Regions from separate parts of the Pan troglodytes genome. Here regions 2 and 3 are each linked to region 1. A link is a contact called in public HiChIP or PLAC-seq data. All regions are on one chromosome and are shown on one strand. Each heading gives the region's core, a stretch centred on a gene start, on an enhancer-like site or on the middle of the called end of the contact. The rest is flanking DNA. Distances are from core to core; before and after follow the strand shown.

Region 1 (4,016 bases), core at 786-3,285:
TTCGACATGTTGGCCAGGCTGGTCTTGAACCCCTGACCTCAGGTGATCTGCTTGCCTCAGCCTCCCAAAATGCTAGGATTACAGGCGTGAGCCACTGCGCCCGGCCATACCCTCCCTTTTGAGGTGAGGCTTTTGAAGGTCCAGACCTTTCCTCCAGTGCTTTGAGGTCTGATCCTGATGATAATAACACCTCACTCATAACCTGGACTTCACAGTTTACAAAACACCCCTCCTCCTCACCCCCTCCCAAACTCGGTTTATTTTTGTCGTTAAAGCAGAGTTGTAGGCCAGGGTGGACCATAGGTTTTCTTGGTCACGAGAGACTTCCTCCCTCCCTGGGCTCCCCTCTGTAGTGGTGCCAAATAAAAATCTGATCAGTCCAGCCTGTAAGGTAACTAGCGCTAATGTGCAGAGCCAGTCCTGGGCAGGCCTGTTCATTATTTTGCACACTCTTACACCGAAAGGGCCCAGGACCCTCGCCTGGCCCAGCCTTGCCTGCCAGGCCTGGGCTGGGTCTCCCAGCCCAAATTCTCACAAGAGGGCCGACTCCGGCCAGAGCGCGCCCCTCTTTGTGCCTCGGTTTGCCCACCTAGCGGTCAGTCCCGCAGGCGTGGCGGGTACATCTCAAGGTCGGCAGAAAGTGCCACCGGGAGCCCAGCCGGAGTTGCGGGCCTCGCGCCGGGCCCACTGTCCAGATCCAGGGCTCACGAGAAAAACGAGGACGCAGGACAGCCACACGCCAGGCCGCGTGTAAGGCCCCAACCCGGCCCCAGCCTGGGCCCTAGACCCCTACGAACTACAAATCCCAGCAGGCAGTGGGCCGCGGGGCGGGGTCTCGGAAGCTGCGGCCTGTGGTACCTTTGCTGAGCCCAGGTCCGAGGGCCCTCGGGGACGGGAGCACCACAACAGACCCCCGGACACACTTACACACACAGTCTCACAAACACACAGTCACACACGCACACACACGCGCGTTTTGGCCCCTCCCCTACAAACTACAAATCCCGGCAGGCAGCGGGCCGTTGGGCGGGGCCTTGGGTGCTCATCCGGACGCAAAGATTGCGCCAGCCAGGGTGGGATCCCGGTGGCTAGGTGGGGGCTCCCCTGCTGGGGAAGAGATGGCCTTCTCTCCTCGCAAACCCAGCCCCCCACCCCTGCACGCGCCCCTCTGCCCTGGAGTCGCTGGTCCGAGCCCTCCTTCTCTGCGAACCTGAGCCCCGCCCTGCCCTCCCTACGAGGTTGGGGCCGTGGGAGATGAAGATGGTGCGTGGGGGGTTGGGCCCACAGCCTGCTAAGCACGCAGAGTGGCCTCCTGAACCCTTCCTCCATCGCCTAGAGCAAACTCCCATTCCTGGAAGGAGGAGCAGCCCAGACCCTGAGACTGGACTAGGTCTGTTAGGGTCCCTGTGTGGCCTGCAGGACTCATGGTGAAGCCCAGGGAAGGCCTGGGTCCTCCAAGTCAGGGATGTAGGTCCCAGGGTGTTCAGGCCGCGGTATCTGACCATCGTCGGCGCCCTGCGCCCAGGCATCAATTTTACATGGCAGAGTCAAGGTGAGGTTAGGAGGCTGCCAGGAGGTAATAACCAGGGCACTCGCATTCAGCATCCTCTCTCTCAAAGCACTCTCCTCACACCTCAGGGTCAAATGTCAGAACTCTTGTCCTAACTTCCCAGGTTGCCCAAGGAGCTTCTGAGGCGCTACAGAAGGGACTTACCCAGACCCTTCAGTGCAAGCCAGGAACTCAGGGTCCGGCCTGCTCGGTAGGATGAGCTGTGCTGAGGCCCTACTTCATCCACCCTTCTGGGCCAGGACAGCCTCTTTCCAGAGGCCTCTTCTCAGCTGATTTCTGGCTCCCAAGCGGGAGACTCAGGTTACACCTGTATCGGGAGCAGTGACACCACAGTGGCCAGCAACACATTGGACTTTCTGTCTCCAACTCCATTTTCAGCTTTTACACTTCCTGATCTGGGCATATACTGCTACATCCTGGATCATCAAGGAAGGAGGAAAATACCTAGTCAATGAAGGTTTAGCCATGACCTTGTAAGTCAGTGAGATTTCATTCTTGTGTGGTTAGTTCGAGGTGAGCTACTTCCTAGAAATATTTCATTTGATCTCTAAACACCTAGAAACCGCTCCAAAAGGGATATTCAAAGTAGATTGCCCAGATTCTCTTGATAGCAGATGTGGGGTTCATATTAACTGGTCGCGTGGTCTCTAAGCATGCCTATTTCTGCCTGGGAAGTTCTCAAAGGTTTGGTTTTCTGAGTGTTTCTGTTAAAACAATCAGTCTTTTGTTGAGTAGCCCTTTTGCCCCTAGAGAGGAGAGATAGGTACCATAGAAACTTGGAGACAGCTATTGACTCAGTCCCTGGACTCTTTAATAAGAGCCCGTTCTGTTTTTTTTGTTTGTTTGTTTGTTTGTTTCCTGAGACGGAGTCTCGCTCTGTCTCCCAGGCTGGAGTGCAGTGGCGCAATCTCCGTCCACTGCAACCTCTGCCTCCCGGGCTTAAGCGGTTCTCCTGCCTCAGCCTGCCTCAGCCTCAGTAGCTGGGATTATGGGATTACAGGTGCACACTACCACGCCTGGCTAATTTTCGTATTTTTAGTAGAGACGGGGTTTCACCATGTTGGCCAGGCTGGTCTTGAACTCCTGACCTCAGGTGATCAGCCCACCTTGGCCTCCCAAAGTGCTGGGATTACAGGCATGAGCCACTATGCCTGGACTGAGCCCATTCTCTTATTATTAGAAATCATATTATCAGAATGTGAGCTTCTGCATTCCAGGGCTTAGCACCAGACCTTCAAGTCAGTAATGACCCTTGGGACATGCAGTATGCCAAAAGCTGTTTAATGCCCATTCCTGCTCCCTGAAGATCCAACCAGCAATCAGCAGGGTGCAGTTAAAGTCACAGAGCAGTGTTGTTAGGTCATTACAGGGAATGTGGCTAAGGAAGGGCAAAGCCCAGCAAAACTTGTCCTAACTTCCCACGTTCTTTCGCTCTGCGGGCCTTGCCTTCATTTACCTTCCTGATAACTAAAGCCTGGGTCGGTGGTCCTCCAGGCCACGCCCCTTCCACCGTCAGCCTCCGGGCCCAGGAAATGAGCGACAGGCTGCCATGCCCCTCCTCACCAGCAGGGGTCGCCCTCTCACGTGGAACGACTGCTTAGGTCCCCACACTGGCCCGGGACGGGGTGAGGGGACTGTGGCTTTGGCTCTGTGTACATCATATGGCCTTGGCCAGCATCCATTCTTCTCTGGCCTCGGCTTTTCTGTTGGTAAAAGGGAGGGAGGGTGATCTCAGGGCCCTCCAGGCCCATCAAGGAAAGAGGTGGGGTGGGAGACGTCGGGGAGCCACTGTGTCCAGTCTCTCCTAACGGGGAGGGTAGAAGACCAGCTGGGAACAGGAGAAGCTTGGCTCCCAGGCTCTGTGCTGAAGAAGGAAGCCTAAGCAGGGCCATGTTACATTTGGTGGAGGAGGGAGAGGGTAGGGGAGGAACAGACGCCGGCCGCTCCCGCTAAGGAAGGCAAATAGAGGAAAGGACCCAGTGGGGTGGGGAAGGTCCGCCAGAGGTATCCAGAGAACCAGAGAAAGTGAGTGTGAGGGAGTCCTTGGTGATCCATCTGCGCTGGGGAAAAAGGTTTTCAGCAGATAAACACAGCCGGGACCTTGGGGGATTGTGCCTCAGCCTAGGCCCGGTAGTCGAAGACATATGGACAGGAAATGGGCAAGACACGGGCCTTTCAGAGAAGAGAGACCAAAGATGTTTGCAGAGAGGCAGGCTTTGCGCAACCTGTAAAGAATGAGTAAGGTTTGAATAGCAGCTACAACAAATATTGATTGAGAGCCTGCTGTGTGCCAGACTGTGGGCCCGGCACTTGGAATTTGGCCGTGAACCTAGCAGACACAGTGGCTGCCCATTTACATAGCGTGCAGTCGAGTGTGGGAGTTTACAGTCTAGCTGTGAAATAAACCAGTAGGTTTAATTATGGTGGGAGCTCAGAGAGCGGGGTA
Region 2 (4,016 bases), core at 455-2,954, 190 kb after region 1:
TGTCACACAGTAGGTACACAATGCACATTTGTCTAGCAAAAAGTACTGGAAAGCAGAAGGGTGGATAGAGCTCTGCCTGGGTTCAAATCCAGGCTCTGCCATTTACTAGCTGAGATCTTGGGCAAGTTGTTTAACTTCTCTGTGCCTGTTTCCTGACTGTGAAACAGACAGAAGCTTTCTTATGAGGTTGTATAAAGACTCAATGAATTAATATACGTAAGATCTAAAAGCACTTTCACTAATGCCTAACAAAGGTAGTGGCACACACCTATAATCCCAGCACTTTGGGAGGCCGATGCGGGCAGATCACCTGAGCTCAGGAGTTCGAGATCAGCCTGGACAACGTGGAGAAACCCCTTCTCTCTCTTTTTTTTTTTTTTTTTTTTGAGACGGAGTCTTGCTCTGTTGCCCAGGCTGGAGTGCAGTGGCGCGATCTCGGCTCACTGCAAGCTCCGCCTCCCGGGTTCACGCCATTCTCCTGCCTCAGCCTCCCGAGTAGCTGGGACTACAGGCGCCCACCACCACGCCCGGCTAATTTTTTGTATTTTTAGTAGAGACGGGGTTTCACTGTGTTAGCCAGGATGGTCTCGATCTCCTGATCTCGTGATCCGCCCGCCTCGGCCTCCCAAAGTGCTGGGATTACAGGCGTGAGCCACCGCGCCCAGCCGGGGAAACCCCTTCTCTACAAGAAATACCAAAATTAACCGGTGTGGTGGCACACGCCTGTGGTCCCAGGTACCCGGGAGGCTAAGGCTGCAGTAAGCCCAGATCGCACCATTGCATTCCAGCCTGGGCGACAGAGACCTAGTCTCAAAAATAAAATAAAAACATTTTTAAAAAAGTAATAATGCTTAACAAAAATTGACCGTCATATGTTAACCAGTGTGATCTCTAGGTAGCGGGGAAGCTGGGGAAAGGCCATTTACTGGGTTCATTCCGCAATTATATGCTGGTCGCTCATCGCTGTGCCAGACTTTCTCTTTGCTAGGTAGCGGAGGACCTTACTAAAATACAGCACGGTGGGGCAAACCGGCAGATAAACTTCTTGCTGGCTCCCCGATACTCTGACAGCGATGCTTAACTGGGGGCTTATGAGTCGTCCCAGTTCTTGGGGAGAATCATTCAGCGGAGATTTGGGAGCGTTGAGGTGGAGGTTCCGGAAAGAGACGAGATGAGCTGAACCTTAGGAGTAAGAAGTGGTTTTTCCCTATAGAGAAGGGGAGTGCGTTGCAGGAAGAGCGCGCGGGCTGGAGGCAGGCGGGGCGGGCGGCCTCACCTCGGTGTCGCGGCAGGTACACCTGCAGGTCTGGCTTGCGGGGCCGCATCGGCGCGGGCGTGTGCCGCCTCCTCACCTTCTCCTTGGCCGCCTGCTTCACCTTCTTGTCATAGTCGTCCCTGCGGGGAGCCGAGCGGGAGTCAGGGACTGTCGGGCCGGGCCAGGCCAGGCCAGGCCAGGAGTGGTGGCGGCGGCGGCGCAGGGCGGGGCGGTACCGAGCGATCTGGTTCCGTCGGATATGGTGCACGAAGCCGTGGTTCATGTCCAGCCGCCCCCCAGGCTTGCAGCAGTGCCCCGGCCGGGGATGCGGCCCCGCCTCCATCAGGAGCCGTGGACGCAGAGTCGCCGCCGCCTCGACGGCCCCAACAACAGCCACCCGCCCACAGAGGTCCGCGCCGCCCCTCGCTCAGCTTCCGGCCCCGCATCCTAACTTCCGGTCTGGGAGGCCCCCCCTGCCTGGCCAAGCGATGCAGCGCACGGAGTTTTCGGGTCTGGTCGGGTCGGGTGGAGTAGGGTATGCTTGACTTCCACCCCCCGGACAGAGGGCTTTTGGTTTTGTTTTTTTTTGTTTGTTTTTTCGTAACATATCAATAGGAAACAAGGACTTCGGCTTACAGCTGATACCAGAACATTCAGAAAAATGCAAATCATCTATAACACAACTCGATGCTTACGGCGGTGCCTTCCCATCTTTTTTCTGGTAATAGGATGCTGTGCAATCCATCGCCATCTGCGTGACTTTGGCTGACCGTGTAACCCTGCCACTCCTCAGTTTCCTCATTAGTAAATGGGAACACCTAGAGCACCTACCTCAAATGGATTGTGAGGCCTTGAAGTGCTCAGGCAGGGCACACAGCGGCGCCCAGGCCGCAGGCTCCGCGAAGGCTCTCCTGGCCTCCTGGCCCGGCTTGCCTCCTGCTCACGGCGCCGATGGCTTAACTGTCCCCGCGGGAGGACCCAGGGTTTTTGAGGGACCTACGGGTGTATTATTTTCTTTTTTATTTATTTTTCCTTTTTTTTTCTTTTTGAGAAGGAGTCTCACTCTGTCGCTCAGGCTGGAGTGCATTGGCGTGATTTCGGCTCACTGCAACCTCCGCCTCCCGGGTTCAAGCGATTCTCCTGCCTCAGCCTCCCGAGTAGCTGGGACTACATGCGCGTGCCACCACGCCCGGCTAAGTTTTGTATTTTTCGTAGAGATGAGGTTTCACCACGTTGGCCAGGCTGGTCTCGAACTCCTGACCTCAGGTGATCCGCCTGCCTCGGCCTCCCAAAGTGTTGGGATTGCAGGCATGAGCCACCGTGCCCGGTCCTTTTTTTTTTTTTCTATTTTTTCTGACCACTGGGTTCACGTCACAGCGTGTAAAATTCTCAAGTCCTTTTACAAAAGTCAAAATCAGGAATTCATGATTAGGACAGGGACAAACGGCTGGATGCAGTGGCTCATGTCTGTAATTCCAAAACTTTGGGATGCCGAAGTGGGAGTATCGCTGGAGGGAGGAATTTGAGACCAGCCTGGGCGACACAGTGAGACATCGTCTCTACAAGAAAAAAATACATTAAAAAAGAAAGAAAGAGCCGGGCGTGGTGGCTCACGCCTGTAATCCCAGCACTTTGGGAGGCCCAGGCGGGCAGATCAAGAGGTCAGGAGTTCGAGACTAGCCTGGCCAAAATGGTGAAACCCCGTCTCTACTAAAAAAAAAATACAAAAAATTAGCTGGGCTTGATGGCCGGTGCTTGTAATCCCAGCTACTTGGGAGGCTGAGGCAGGAGAATCGCTTGAACCCGGGAGGCGGAGGTTGCAGTCAGCCGAGATCGAGCCACTGCAGTCCAACCTCCATCTCAAAAAACAAAAAACAAAAACAAAAAACAGGGACCAATGGTGGTCCAGCCACACGATGGAATATTACTGAGCAATCCAAAGGAAGATCTGTAGCTCAACAACATGGATGGATCATAAAGTAAATATGCCCAGTGAAAGAGGCCAGGGACTCTGTATGATTCCATTTATATGAGACTCTAGGAAGTGCAAACTAATCTATAGTGACTGAGAGATCAGTTGATTTTTGTGGGGGTTCTCTGGGAGGAAGAGGATATCTTTGGGGCTGGGTAGATTCTTTAAATTTTTTTTTATTTTTTTATTTTTTTGAGGCAGGATCTCACTGTTGCATAGGTTGGATTGTAGTGGTGCAATCACTGCTCACTGCAGCCTCCACCTCTCAGGCTCAAACGATCCTCCTGCCTCAGCCTCCTGAATAGCATGCCACCATGCCCAGCTAATTTTAAAATTTTTTTGTGGAGACGGAGGTCTCTCTATGTTGCCAAGGCTAGTCTTGAACTCCTGACCTCAAGTGATCCTCCTGCCTCAGGCCTCCCAAAGTGCTGGGATTATAAGTGTGAGCCACCGTACTGGGCCCAGATCCCGTCTCTTGATTGTGGTGATGGCTTCATGGGTGTATATGTTACAGGAAAGGGATCCGTATTCAGACCCCAAAGGAGGGTTCTTGGATCTTGTGCAAGAAAGAATTCAGGGTGAGTCCACAGTGCAAAGTAAAAGCAAGTTTATTAAGAAAGTAAAGTAGCCAGGTGTGGCGGCTTATGCCTGTAATCCCTGCACTTTGGAAGGGGAGGCGGGCGGATCACTTGAGGTCAGCAGTTCCATACCAGCCTGGCCAACATGGTGAAACTCTGTGCCTACTAAAAATAAAAAAATTAGCCGGGCATGGTGGCAGGTGCATGTAAT
Region 3 (4,016 bases), core at 1,102-3,601, 140 kb after region 1:
ATTTATTCAGTATTAATTATTGAGTGCCTACTCTGCACAGTACTACATCTGTTGTGCCATCTAGAACAGCCCCTGCAGCTTGGTTAACCAATTCCCCATTTGTGAGAAGGGGAATACATCACAGGACTACAGAGAGGATTAAATTACAGAAATGCACAAAATGCTATAAAAACTGTTAGGATCTTGACAGCTATAAAGATCCATCCTATTGAGCTTCAGAAAGTGCTCTGGGAGGCCAGGCACGGTGGCTCACGCCTGTAATCCCAGCACTTTAGGAGGCTGAGGTGGGCAGATCACCTGAGGTTGGGAGTTCGAGACCAGCCTGACCAACATGGAAAAACCCCGTCTCTACTAAAAATACAAAAAAATTAGCCAGGTGTGGTGGCGCATGCCTGTAATCCCAGCTACTCAGGAAGCTGAAGCAGGAGAATCACTTGAACCTGGGAGGCGGAGGTTGCAGTGAGCCGAGATCACACCATTGCACTCCAGCCTGGGCAACAAGATTGAAACTCCGTCTCAAAAAAAAAAAAAAAAAAGAAAGAAAGAAAGTGCTCTGGGAGTGCTTCTCAACCTTTTCTGCTTCCTGGCACACTCCAAAAACAGTTGCATTTCGTCAACACCCTGGGAATAAACAGAAGAGGCTACTCAGATCAGGAAGCCAGCTTGAGATAAAGCAGGGTTTCTCAACTTCAGGACTAGTCACATTTTGGGCTGGTTAATTATTTATTGAGGGGGATTATCCAATGCACTACAGGACATTTAGGAGCACTCCCTGACCTCTATAGAGATGCCAGCAGCCACCTATTCTTCCTCCCCCAAGTTGTGACAACTAAAAATGTCTCTAAACATTGCCAAATGTCTTCCAGGGAGCAAAACTCCCTCCAGTTGAGAACTACTGGGCTAAGGGGACTAATATCTCTGCACATCTGTAAACCATTCCAAGCACACCATGCTGTGGCCTCAGTTAAGAAGCTCTTGATTAGGGAGTCACAGCCAAAAGGTATGGTCCCTGTGGCCCCCTGCTCTGTTTTTCTGAGTCTTCTGGGCAACTTCATGCCACAAGCAAAATGGGTCACTGCTGCCTCGCCTCTACATATCATATAGCATTTCTAGCTGGGTGCGGTGGCTCACACCTGTAATCCCAGCACTTTGGGAGGCCGAGGCAGGCGGATCACCTGAGGTCAGGAGTTTGAGACCAGCCTGGCCAACATGGTGAAACCCGTCTCTACTAAAAACACACATACAAAAAAAAATAAAAAATTAGCCGGGTGTGGTGGTGGGCGCCTGTAATCCCAGCTACTCGGGAGACCGAGGCAGGAGAATCGCTTGAACCCAGGTGGCGGAGGTTACAGTGAGCCAAGATAGCGCCATTGCACTCCAGCTTGGGCAACAAGAGCGAAAGTCCGTCCAAGGAAAAAAAAAAAAGCATTTCTGGCCACCAAGTAAATCCTAACTGTAGGAGACAAAGCAGGTTTAATCCTAAACTTCGCAAAGACCTCTTCTTTTATACCAATGTCTTCAGCTCTGAGGAAAAGGGAGCTAAGTCTACTTGCAACCAAAAAATAGAGATTGTCATTCTCCACTCTCAACCAAATTGCTCCCACCCGTAAACTGGACTCACCAAAAAGAAAACGAAAGACAGCTAGGCTTGCAGGGTCCGTTGGTCGATTCAGCAGGGTCACCAGCCTCCGCCAGCTGGACAAATCTGTCCACTCAAAACCCAAGAGTTTCCCTATTCGGCTGTCCTGCCTGGGCCCTGAGATCAGTTCAGCCTTGTCTTTCTGTACTTTATCTGCAATCAATAAATGGAGAAAGTGTGTGTGCGGGGGTGGACTCCACCTCAAATCAAAGAAATCACAGCACCAACAGCTCAGAGCTTCCGCCCACCCGGGTTGGCTCAATGAGGTTGCCTCAATGATCTGACTATAGGAAACATCCCTGCAGTGCAGCCCCTTCTCCACGATCCCCTAATGTCCCCGAACCCCTCAGACTACAGTCCCCTAACCGCAGTGTTCCCGAATGTCATCATCATTCAGAAGCCGCAGGCTGCAAATGTCTCACAGCACGCCCCCTTCCCCACAGAGGACCCCCCCCGACCGCCTCACCGGGAGACACTGGGCGTCCTCCCGCCCCCGCCCCTCTGAGACCAGCGCTCCTAGGAACTCTCCGCCTGAGGGCGGGGTCCTAAGCCTACCTGAGCTGGGCGAGGTCCGCGCGGACCCGGCAGACACCGCCATTGCTCTGCGGAGGAGGCAGGTGGGTCACAGCAGCCGCGTCTGAACGGAGGCCGCCAGGAGAATTTGCTTCCCTAGGCTCCGCCTCCCGACGCGTCAGCAGCTGTGCGGCCGGCCGCAAAGCGCCAGCACTGTCGTAAATACTACCCCCGACCGGCGGCGCCGGATTCCTTGCTTGGCGGCAGGGGGCGGAACAAGGAGCCTTGGAGCGGGGCAAAGGTACCCCTTAGTGCCGTTGATCTCCAGGGGCACTGTTAGACTCGCCTGTTATGCCTTCCGAGGGGGCCTCTGCTTTTTAAACACTGAAAAGAGTCTGAGTTCCCCAACTTCCTTGGGTCCTCCCCGACCCCATTAGTCCTCTCCGTCCCTGCGTCCCTGCGGTGCTCTCTGGTGTGAGGGATCGGGCGCAAAGGGCAAACTTTTTGTCAGAGTGACGCCGAGTTGAGGACGCGCCTGGAAATGTTGCCTGGGTTTTGAGCTATTGCACGACCCCTTCACTTTCTTTTCCAGGACCTGCAAAGAACCGAGGTTTCAAAGCAGTAGGGGCCGGGCACTGCTCTCGCTTGTAATCCCAACAGTTTGGAAGGCCAATGCGGGAGGATCGATAAAGAAAAAAAAAAAAGGCAACAACAAAAAAAGAAAAAACACTAAAAAAAAAAGTTAGCTGTGTGTCGTGGCGCGCTCCTGTGGTTTCAGCTACTCGGGAGGCTGAGGTGGAAGGTTCGCTTGAGCCCAGGAGTTCGAGGCTGCAGGGAGCTGTGATCGCACCACTGCACTTCAGCCTGGGGGACAGAGTGAGACCCCGTCTCAAAAAAAAAAAAAAAAAACAAGCCGGGTGCGGCAGCAAGCCTGTAATCCCAGCACTTTGAGAGGCCAAGGCGGGCGGATCACTTGAAGTCAGGAGTTAAAGACCAGCCTGGCCAACATGGTGAAACCCCGTCTGTACTAAAAATACAAAAATAATCCGGGCATGGTGGCGTGCGCCTGTAATCCCAGCTACTCGGGAGGCTGAGGCAGGAGAATCGCTTGAACCTAGGAGGCGGAGGTTGCAGTGAGCCAAGATCGCGCTACTGCACTCCAGCCTGGGCGACAGAGTGAGACTCCGTCTCAAAAAACAAACAAACAAACAAAAAAACAACGAAAAAGAAAGAGAAAGGAAAGAAAAGGCGGGAAGAAAAGAAAGAAAGAAAATTAAAAGCACACAGGGAAACAGGAACAACATAACTGAAGAGGGGATACAGAGCAAGGGCAGTGAGTAGAGTGTGGCCCATCAGGAAAGGTTCTCAGAGGTGAGTCTGGAACAGAATTAAATACCTAAATCTCTCCACTGGGATTAGCCAGCAGGAAAAGAAGAAGGCATCCCAGAGAAGCGGTTCTCAAACAGTTGGGTCTTGGGAACCATTTACAGTGTTAGAAATTATAGAAGACCCTAAAAGCTTTGTTTATGTGGATTATATCTTTCAATATTTGCCGTATTAGAAATTTTTTTGGCCGGGCGCGGTGGCTCACGCCTGTAATCCCAGCACTTTGGGAGGACGAGGCGAGTGGATCACGAGGTCAGGAGATCGAGACCATCCTGGCTAACACGGTGAAACCCCGTCTCTACTAAAAATACAAAAAATTATCCGGGCGTGGTGGCAGGCGCCTGCAGTCCCAGCTACTCGAGAGGCTGAGGCAGGAGAATGGCGTGAACCCAGGAGGTAGAGCTTGCAGTGAGCCGAGATCGCACCACTGCCCTCCAGCCTGGGCGACAGAGCAAGACGCCGTCCCGAAAAAAAAAAA

What was found. HiChIP or PLAC-seq counts read pairs in DNA pulled down with a chosen protein or histone mark.
Region 2: an H3K4me3 HiChIP or PLAC-seq map of stem cell-derived excitatory neurons shows a contact between it and region 1, with 4 times the contacts expected there. The contact joins the promoter of C2AH2orf68 here to the promoter of CAPG in region 1. A contact is called at or near these places in 1 of 7 Hi-C or Micro-C datasets (stem cell-derived neural progenitor cells) and 1 of 1 datasets of contacts at active chromatin or transcription factors (stem cell-derived excitatory neurons).
Region 3: an H3K4me3 HiChIP or PLAC-seq map of stem cell-derived excitatory neurons shows a contact between it and region 1, with 11 times the contacts expected there. The contact joins the promoter of GGCX here to the promoter of CAPG in region 1. A contact is called at or near these places in 4 of 7 Hi-C or Micro-C datasets (blood, induced pluripotent stem cells, a lymphoblastoid cell line and 1 more), 1 of 1 datasets of contacts at active chromatin or transcription factors (stem cell-derived excitatory neurons) and 1 of 1 other capture datasets (stem cell-derived neural stem cells).

What each region holds. Positions count from the first base shown.
Region 1 is chr12:37,326,997-37,331,012 of NHGRI_mPanTro3-v2.0_pri, reverse strand. CAPG (capping actin protein, gelsolin like) reads right to left here and starts at 2,035. Exons shown (of 10, transcript XM_054678563.2): 1 at 1,715-2,035.
Region 2 is chr12:37,137,434-37,141,449 of NHGRI_mPanTro3-v2.0_pri, reverse strand. It overlaps C2AH2orf68 (chromosome 2A C2orf68 homolog), which reads right to left and starts at 1,704. Exons shown (of 4, transcript XM_515590.9): 1 at 1,492-1,704; 2 at 1,277-1,395. The coding sequence starts at 1,598. The region is part of intron 1 of USP39 (ubiquitin specific peptidase 39); the gene reads left to right.
Region 3 is chr12:37,190,726-37,194,741 of NHGRI_mPanTro3-v2.0_pri, reverse strand. It overlaps GGCX (gamma-glutamyl carboxylase), which reads right to left and starts at 2,351. Exons shown (of 15, transcript XM_515586.8): 1 at 2,195-2,351; 2 at 1,622-1,792. The coding sequence starts at 2,237.